2 separate regions of the Zea mays genome follow, and region 1 is linked to region 2. A link is a contact called in public Hi-C data. All regions are on one chromosome and are shown on one strand. Each heading gives the region's core, a stretch centred on a gene start, on an enhancer-like site or on the middle of the called end of the contact. The rest is flanking DNA. Distances are from core to core; before and after follow the strand shown.

Region 1 (4,878 bases), core at 1,233-3,732, 170 kb after region 2:
TGTGGCTCAAGAATGACTTGATGAGATGAAAATAGCAAGGTAAGTGCTTCGAGGGACTAAGCGAAGGTGAAGGTCAATCGACGGTTTGTTGATCGAGGTACCATGACTAAGGTGAAGGAGAGAGTACTTACACTAAGTCAATTTACTTATCAAATATGAATATTTATATTGTGTTGATGCATCAGTAAAGTGACTTGAAGCCATGAGTTGAACTCATATATGGTGAAATGGTTCAAGTCACAGGCTCGATTTTTGTTTGCTTCAAAATGTGACACAAAGATGTTTGTGATCCTTACGAAGCAACACTATGTAGAATCACACATGAGACACTAATGACTCAAGGAATTTACTTAATTATATTTTATTTAACTTGAGTATAGGAATCGTTGTACTATCAAGGGTGATCCAAAAAGGTGTTGGTACTAAAGCCAAAAATCCTTGATCCAAAACTTCTATTTTACCCTTGTTAATCCTTAATGAAAATATGTAGTACAACCTTTTTAAGTTTATCTTGGCCAAAATTGCTCTCTGAAAAATACTGGTTCAGCCGGGATTCATGTTGGTTCAGCCGGGATTGAAATACCAGCTCATCTGGTTTCTGGACCGGCTCAGTCGGTTTTCCCTCTGGTCCAATCTGCTACTCAACCGGTGGGTCGACTCGAATATGTTATGCAGAAAACCAGCTCAGCTGGTTTTTAATACCGGCTCAGCCGTATTTGAGCACAAAAGTCAAACGACTAGTTTTGGAGTCCCACCTATATATACTCACCCCTGCCTCTCTCCCCCACACAAGAGCGTGCACCAAACTCCATTTCTAACCTCAGAAACACCTCCCACTCTCTCACACATATCTCTTGCCTCTTCCATTTCAAAAAATTTGAGAGAAATCTTTGAGTGAGATTGAGAGCTGTGGGTTTTGTGCTTCATCTCTAAATCCTTCTTGGTCTTCTTGATTCGAGCTTTGATACTACATCGAGTTCTTTGTGGATTTATTACTTTTGGAGCTTCAAGCCCCTAAACGACTAGGTGTCGCTTGTGAGTCTCCAAATCTTGTGAAAGACCACAAAAAAGTTTGTGTTACCCGCTCGTGTGAGCAAAGATTAGTGTGTGGGCTTGACCTTTGTGGTCGACAAAAGGAGGATTAGGGTTGAAAGTGACCTTTGTGGTCGACAAAATGAGGATTAGTGAGTGGCCATTGAGGACCTAAAACAGTCTAATTGGGGGCACTTCCACTCCCTTATGCCCTGATGGGAGAGATCAGCCACGTCGGCATAATGTAATAGGAAAGGCCTCATATCGTTGTTGATTTTTTTGATTTGGTAAATCTGGCGGGAAAGAAATGCGAGAATCTTTGATCTCAGATTCTCGAGACACCAATAAACTGTTGTAAAAATAGAGTGTGAGGCGGCACCCTGAAAGTTGGAAGAGGCTAGACATCTGATAATTCCCTTATCTTCTTAGATGCTTTTCTTAATTGTGGGTTGTTTTCGTTTTTCCCCCTTTCCTTAGGCTAGTGGCCCGTGTGCCTAGGATCTTATCCTGGTTGTTCTAAACCATTTTACCATGTCATTTTTCTCCTTTTCAATATATTAGGTAGATCTCCTGTCTATTTAAAAAAGACAGAAAACATGCATACATTAAAATGGTAATTCAAGAGAAGATGGGATGAAGAGGAGAAAGAGCGTGGGACAACATTCATCTAAGAATAGGGTGGATGGTCGGGCATACCACAATTTTGGGAACATTGGATGGGATCCTGAATGGAACGTGCCTAATTCGTGATTTTAACCAAGTTCAAAAAAATTCATAATTATTATTTTTTTTATCTGATATCATTTAACATATACTCTCTTCATGCTAATTTATAATTCATTTGACTTTTTTATATCAAATTTGATCGGTTTGTCTTATTCCAAAAAATCAAAAATCAAAAAAATCAAAACAATACTTAAAATATATTATATGATAAATAATATCACAGTGAAAACTAATAATAATTATAATATTTTTGAATAAGACAAGTCGGTCAAAGTTAGTAAACAATCAAACAAATTATAAATTGAGACAGAGAGCAATATACTTTAAGTATGAATTTAATTTTTTTATTTTTCGTAAAAAAATTAATAAAACGAATCGGTCAAATTGGATTTAAAAAAGTGAAATAAATTATAAATTATGACAGAATGGGTATTAAACAACACTTGGATGCTCAAGTTTTATACATAAGCTTTCTCCATTCTACCTCTTTATATAGTTTGATTGAATAATATTGTAGCAACTTTACCGACTCTTCTCTGCTGGCATGTTCGTGTTATTTATGAACAATGACGTGCATTGTCAACTAGGCAACAATATTGAGGTGCAAAAAAGTCCAACTGAAAGACAAAACCAGGCCAAGTGGCAGGCCACCGCAAGCAAAAAGATTCGGTCATTGCGAGCCAACAAAAACCTCCCAGCACTGGCAAGAACAGGGAATCGTCCCCTCCCTCCGTCTCCACCGCCCACCACTGATCGGATCACGTCGGCGTCCCATCTCCTCCTCCACGACACAGAACGCCGCTCCCTTTCCGGGATTCTCCTCTCCAATCGCAGCTAAAACGCAACGCACTGGATCGGACGTCGCCAAAAAGATCGGTGGCGACACCATAAAGAAAGAATCCGAGAAAAGGCGAAAGGGGAGGAGAGAAAGGGGAGGTACAAAATTTCTACCCGCTAGAGGTTAGCTAGCTCGGCGGCGAGGGAACGAGAGACGCCCTACCGTCGATTCCATATCGTCGCTCCGATATTCTGATGCCGGAATCCTGCTTTTCCGGCTAGCTTACCGATACCTCCTAGGTGGTTTCCAGTCCTCACCCTTCCAACCTCTACTATCTTTTTTTGTGAATTTACCTCCACCGAATTCGGGCAGCTCACCATTTCTTGGAGTTTGGTGTCCTTTCTCGAGTGTTTCCTTCCTCCCTCCCGGGTTCTACTGCTGAGTGGTGAGGTCTACTGCCCTGCACCTGCAAGTTTGTTTCATTTGTGATGTGATCCGTTAGTTTGCCCCCCAGCAACCGTTGCTCAGAAATTCAGTTCTTATTAAAGCTTCAAGACCCTTCAAGGAACATCTTTTAGACAAGCTCTTGATTCCTTCACCTCTCTCTCTCTTTTCAGGCATCTTTCTTGTGCGACTTGTCCGTTGACCACAGGCGGAGAAATTTGTTCTCGGCACACATTCTCTGCCACAATGGACGATGGAGCTGACCTCCCCTGCCAACTGCTCTTCTCCCACCCGGAGATGCCTGACAGCTTCGACGAGTTCTTCAACAGCGCCACGACGACCTGCACCCACACGCACAGCTGCAACCCGCCCGGCCCCTCGGTCGCCATGCACACCCACACGTGCCTGCACGCGCACACCCTGGTCCTGGGCAGCGGCGGGGAGGACGACGACGACGCCAGGGAGGACTCGGCGAAGCCGCGCAGACCGCTGGGGAACAGGGAAGCTGTGCGCAAGTACCGGGAGAAGAAGAAGGCGCACGCGGCCTTTCTGGAAGAGGAGGTCAAGAAGCTCCGCGCCGCCAACCAGCAGCTCCAGAGACGGCTGCAGGGCCATGCAGCTTTGGAGGCGGAGGTGGCGAGGCTCCGGGGTCTCCTGCTCGATATCCGGGGCAAGATCGACGCCGAGGTCGGCGGCGTGCTCCCTTTTCAGAAGCCGTGCAGTGTGGGCTCCGTGGCGTGTGCCGATCCTGCTCTGTGCTTCAACGGCAACTCGGAGGTTGGAGGCGGCTGGGAGGAGAGCTCAAGACCGGCAGCCGCGGACTGCAGGATCGATGAAGTGCGAGGGATGTCACGGGAAATTGATGTCCCAGAAGGCTTGCGTCATTCCATGGATGTTGTTGCGAGCTTCGTGAGTTCTGATCCCCTGGCTGAATGAGCGCGTTTGCCTGATTGGCAGTTTTTTTTTTTTGGGGCCTCTGCCAGTGCCAGCTTCTTTTGGCTTGCTTGAAAGGTCAAATTTTCATGTAATTAGAAGAATTGAGGAACTGATAATGAGTGGAACTACCTCCACTGTGGTCCATGCTTCTTGTGCTGGTGTTCAGTGTGTATAGCTGAGATTATATTGAACTAATATAAATGCACTGAACACTGTTTACATCTGAAAAAAGGTCATTTCTGTGGGTGCAAGATTTTTTATTTTATTTTTCTGCAATTACAGGACGACTACAAAATCGTCAGATTGTTTGTTCATTCTGCAGAACGTAGAGGATTTTTTTTCCGCCCAGAGTTTCTCTGGAATACCACTAGCCCGATTGTACTTTGTTCATGATGTGGGATCACGTAGCAAGGTTGTGGTGGTGTGCATACGGTGTTGGGCTTTCAGTACTGCCTTAACCCAGCTTAAATTTAGTAGTTGACCAGCTGTCAGGAGGATTCTGCTGCAAAGAGAAAGATACGGTCTCATGTCCAGGTTTATTGTCGTTCTGCACTGTCTGCTCTGAAAGAACTCCTGTAACTAGTTTAGAAAGGTTATTGCACGGATATTATACATTTGTACTAATACAACACTTCACTGATACTATTGCAGTACTGCTACATGCCTGCTTCTCAGATTGTTGTCTAGTTATCGGACTGCTAAAGCCTCGTTCCTCTGGATTCTGTGTGCAGCTCAGCAGATGTATAACGTATGCAGTCTGATTTTCAGAGTCTCTCCCGGCAAGGCAGGCAGCGGTGACCGGCTGGGCTGGCCGCCGGAACAAATGCCATCCAAGTGAAGCAGATTTGCTACAGAACTATCGTGTGCTTCAGCTTTGCAGTTTGCGCTTGCTTCGTTCGCTGTCAACAGTAATGGCTAATTTGTGCCCCTTGTATTTCAGGGCAACAGTTGTCGTTGTAGTA
Region 2 (4,476 bases), core at 799-3,298:
CTATTAGATATTGTTAATAATCGTGTCGTGTTGTGTGTGTTAGCACTAGTACCTAACATCGGCCCAGACACGACACTATAATGCTTAATCGTGCCATACCACCATTATAATATGACACTAGGACCTAGTAGTGTTTGTGCCAACCTAAGTACTATTTCACTTTAAGAGCTCAAAAAGATCTAGAACATCTTTAAGATTACATATATAATTTTAAAATATGAACATTGAAACCATTATAGGACGGGTTTATTATATTTAAAACAATAACAATTCACAATCACATAGACACATACATCACAATCACATTTATGGACCGCCAGTTCGCCTAAGTCGTGTATAATCGTGCCAACAACTTAATTGTGTCGTGCTCATGTCGGGGGTGACGACCTTGGACCCCGTACCAGCACATGCACTATATATATCGTGTCAATGTCGTATCGAAGTACTACGGGTCCTATCGTGTCTAACATCGACCCATTTAGCACGCCCCACATGACCGTATATAGTATGTACCACGTTCATGTATGTCGTAATCATCAAAGCTCCCAACCTCCCAGTCATCTCATCCACTACCACCGCGCCTACACCAAATTCCCCTCCTCCTGCTCCATCTTCGGCGTAGACTCGGATCCTCTGCACTGCAGAGGACATCTGTGACCATATGTAGATCCACTCGCTAGATCCACCTAATAGCCTCTACAGTCGACTGACTGCAGAGGATCTAAATCCTTTGGTCCCTGAGGCAAGACCTTCTTGGTCTCCATAATGGTCGACACCACCGGCGATGACGAGGTCATCGGGATGCCGCCGTGATTCGAAACGGAAGGGTGGACAGCTAGAGCTCATGGATTGGGCTTACCCGTGATGGCGAAGTAGGGCCAGCGGGAAGGAGTTCATGGACCTGGAAGCGCAGCCTTAACCATCTCTTCGACACTGATGACTTGCTTGCTCGAGGTATGGCTGGCGTGGCACTAGTGCCTCCTCGCGTGCCATGTGGCGGCATAGCCAGCTTGCTCGCCAAGCAAAAACGTGGCTGCTGGCACGACCACTTGTCTTTAGGCTATTCTCAAATGCACATTTAATAGTGTATCATATCAGTGTTTTAGATGACATGCCATACATTTAAGATGAATGAGTTTTGTGAGATAAAATTAGTTTTATGGGGATAAAACCATGTCAACACGTTTCCAATGCCTTAGAAACCGTGTGAAACCTTCATTAAGAGTGATTTGTTTCATCTTCACATATTTTACTAATTTCTATTGTTCATTCAGTTGTAGCATTTAATTGGTAGGTTAGTCTACCAAATAATGAAGTGAATTTTTGCATTTAGAGATACTGTTTCATTCTTAGTTTTATGACACTCTTGATGATGTGGTAGTGTTGTAAAGAGGGTTACGAGGCCTTTTTTGAGAGTGGTGCTGAAGGAAATGAAGTCGATGAGTCGATGAAAAACGATCAAGCTCCTGAGTAGCGATATGGATCTCGAGTACAAAGGCAAAGCAATGGCCTGCCAGAGGTGAGCGTGCTCGTCCACATAACGTACCACGGCTCAAGGCTGATCCGGACCGAGGAAGTTTCCTAGCAATTTCGCAAGCCCGTAATGCGCATTCACTGTTTTGAACGGCGCAATTCAACGAAAGCGACGCGGAGAAGGATTCCAATTCTACGGCCTGTACGGCTGTACAGCTGCGCCGGTGCCGGCCCAGAGGGAGGTACGTACCAGGATGTTGCGGCGCTGGGCGTCGTCGAGGGCGTGGAGGCCTGAGAACATGCGGAAGCGGCGGCGGCGGTTGCGGACGACGAGGCCGACGGCGCGGCGCCAGCGGAGGCGGGCCTCGCTGGGCGGGTTCTTGGCGGGGATGTCGAAGTGCTCGTTGAGGTAGCTATCGATGCTCCAGCTCTTGCTGCCCGAGTCCATGCCGGCGCCGCGTTGCGCCTCTGCTCTCGCGCTTCGCCTTCTCCCGCGCTGCGTGCGCTCGCTGCATTGAAAGGCCGGAAGCGGAAGGAATATAAACCAGCAAAACTATTGAAAGGCCCCCACTTGTGTGACAACTGACAATATATAAAGTCCAAAAAAATCCCCCCTCTCCCACCGAAGTAGTGGTAAACGTCAAACGTTTGAAATTTCTGATAGGATATGAACTACGGCAGGGGTGGGAAAAAAATGTGATGCAAGTAAATTTTCATGTGACTGCACGAGGTATGCGTTCGTGGCTAAAAAAGAAAAAATAATGAAGAGCTTGAAACTTGTTAGCAAGTTCTTTTCTTCACACACACCTTGGAAGTTGGAACGATGCACAGAATTGGCAGCGAAATTTCAAGACGCTTCCCGGGAATGAATTATATATACATGCACCCAGTTCATGCGCAGGACAGGCTCTAACAGCTAGCTAGCTGGCCTTTTCTTTAACCGAAGCTGTTAAACTTCGAAGATAAGCACTCCAAACGCTCAAAATGTCAACTGATTCAGACGACGGGAGAGCATCAATTCTTCATTTACACTAAAAGCTAGAAGAAAAAACTCTACTTCACCAAGCTCATTGTTATATTTTATTGAGGATAACAGAGAATTAATTCTCATCAGCTCTTCACTCTAGGACTAAGATAGAATCACTCTACCAGAAAATCAAGGAATAGAGCTGAAGTATTAAAGAGCGGAGCTCCCCTAAACGGCTAAACAAGACCTTTATCACTAAACCAAAGGAAAATAAGGTTTAGAGATCAAGAATTTAAGAGAAAATGAATATCAGCCTATTTTGTAATTGGGGGTGGAAAATCGAAACTGGAAATAGAATTTGGCAAAAAAAAATGCACAAAAAATAAATAAGGGTGGTACCCTCCGTTCATTTTTATTTGTCACACTTTAATTCAAAAATACACTATCGAATGATAAATATTTGAGAACGGAGATAGTATTACACAACTCAAAAAGAATAATAATAACTCCTCGTGTGGAATGATTCGTTGAAAGTTACAAATATCTAATTGAGGGGTAGGTCCATGGTGGTGGGCAATGGTACAGCTACAAGCTTTTGCATGGTAGATGGCGTGACCAATGTTAGGACTTTCCTTGGGTGATTTCGATCAACAAAGGGAATGCAGAGATACGGAAAAAAACACAAAGTAAACATATTGAAATGCATAAGTAAACAACATTATAGCATCCAAGACTTGCCTTGATCGGGCGACAAACCTAAGGAAACTCGGACATGACCCTGGCTCCACGACGCTCTATATAAACTAAGAGAGGATTTATTCTCTGAATGAGTCAGTGCATCCACCAATCCTTATCGATCACTAAGAAGCGCTGGAGAGGTCAGATGCATGTGCTCCGCATCCAAGCCAATGCCGGTGGCGCCCAGAGGGACGCGCTACGCCCCCAAGCCACTGAAGCGTCGATTCAGAGCTTGTGCTCTTGAATTGGTGAACTCCATCACCTCTGCTACCACTACACCAACCAGAGAGATCGTTATAAGTGTCGTATACAATTTTCCTACCCAATTCCGTATAAGATTAAGTTATATACGTGATCTACTGATCCTGTAATAGACTAAGAGATCTTGTAGGTAATCACTCATTATGTTAATCCTATTTTTAACTAATATTTGGTATCATAGCCATCTTAGTCTATCTAGATCCATCACCAGCACCTAAGTCTTAAGGATGAGCCCCTGATCATGTTGGTTTTGATTGGTTTGTGCCAGATAGTGGATAATGATGTGTTAGATGCTTGTTTTATGTGAAATTAGCCTCAGTATATTAGATTCATGCAAGCATCATGCACGATTTGATATTTAAGTTTAAGTTTTTCCTTAACAAGTTCAAGTTTTAGTTCAAATTCTTGAGCTATCTAAAATTCCATGACCCTAGTGAGAAAAATATGCGCCTAATTTAAGTAGATCAGTGTATGTTTAGGCCAAATCATGATGATTAAAGTTAAGAAATTAAGGTTAGATTAAGGATTGAATTGTGGAGTAGGTCTAGGGTTTCACTGTTTTCACGAAATTAGTCCAACTTAAGAGCAATTAGAGGCTAATTCATGAAACTAAGCATGCATAAGCAATTAGGAGGGAAATTGCATGATTAGAAAGCCAAATTAGAAAATTCCCAAAATTACCATCCCATAACCCTAACCCTAAGATGAGAAGAGACCTACCAAGTTCCTATTGACGGCCACATGTGGCATAATGAGCCATCGCGCGTGGACGTTGTAGTCCTGTCTGACGAGTGTGATGGTCATGAGACGCATGTGCAACCATGGGTCGCCATGCCAGACGCATCGTGACCCGACTCGTCACATGGCTCACGATCCGCCGTGCACGAGTGGATCTGGCAGAGCATGGTGTGGACCCTAAGACTGGTCCACTGTTGCTCTCGCTAGACCCAGAGTCGGCATGTCACTCGTCGTCCTTAATGTGTGTGCGCTTGCCATCGAAAGAAACACCTAGGTGGAACCCCTCGACAGAGTCGCAC

Evidence for each region. Hi-C and Micro-C count contacts between places; a contact is called where the count stands out from the background.
Region 1: a contact with region 2 is called in a Hi-C map of bundle sheath, with 1.9 times the contacts expected there. The contact joins the promoter of LOC100274522 here to the promoter of LOC103630548 in region 2. A contact is called at or near these places in 2 of 25 Hi-C or Micro-C datasets (bundle sheath and leaf).

What each region holds. Positions count from the first base shown.
Region 1 is chr6:167,487,458-167,492,335 of Zm-B73-REFERENCE-NAM-5.0, reverse strand. It overlaps LOC100274522, which reads left to right and starts at 2,482. Exons shown (of 1, transcript NM_001148879.1): 1 at 2,482-4,141. The coding sequence starts at 3,227. The coding sequence ends at 3,916. It overlaps TRNAD-GUC (transfer RNA aspartic acid (anticodon GUC)), which reads left to right and starts at 4,867; the gene lies at 4,867-4,878.
Region 2 is chr6:167,658,127-167,662,602 of Zm-B73-REFERENCE-NAM-5.0, reverse strand. LOC103630548 (probable calcium-transporting ATPase 6, plasma membrane-type) reads right to left here and starts at 2,048. Exons shown (of 7, transcript XM_008651597.4): 1 at 1,724-2,048. The coding sequence starts at 1,921.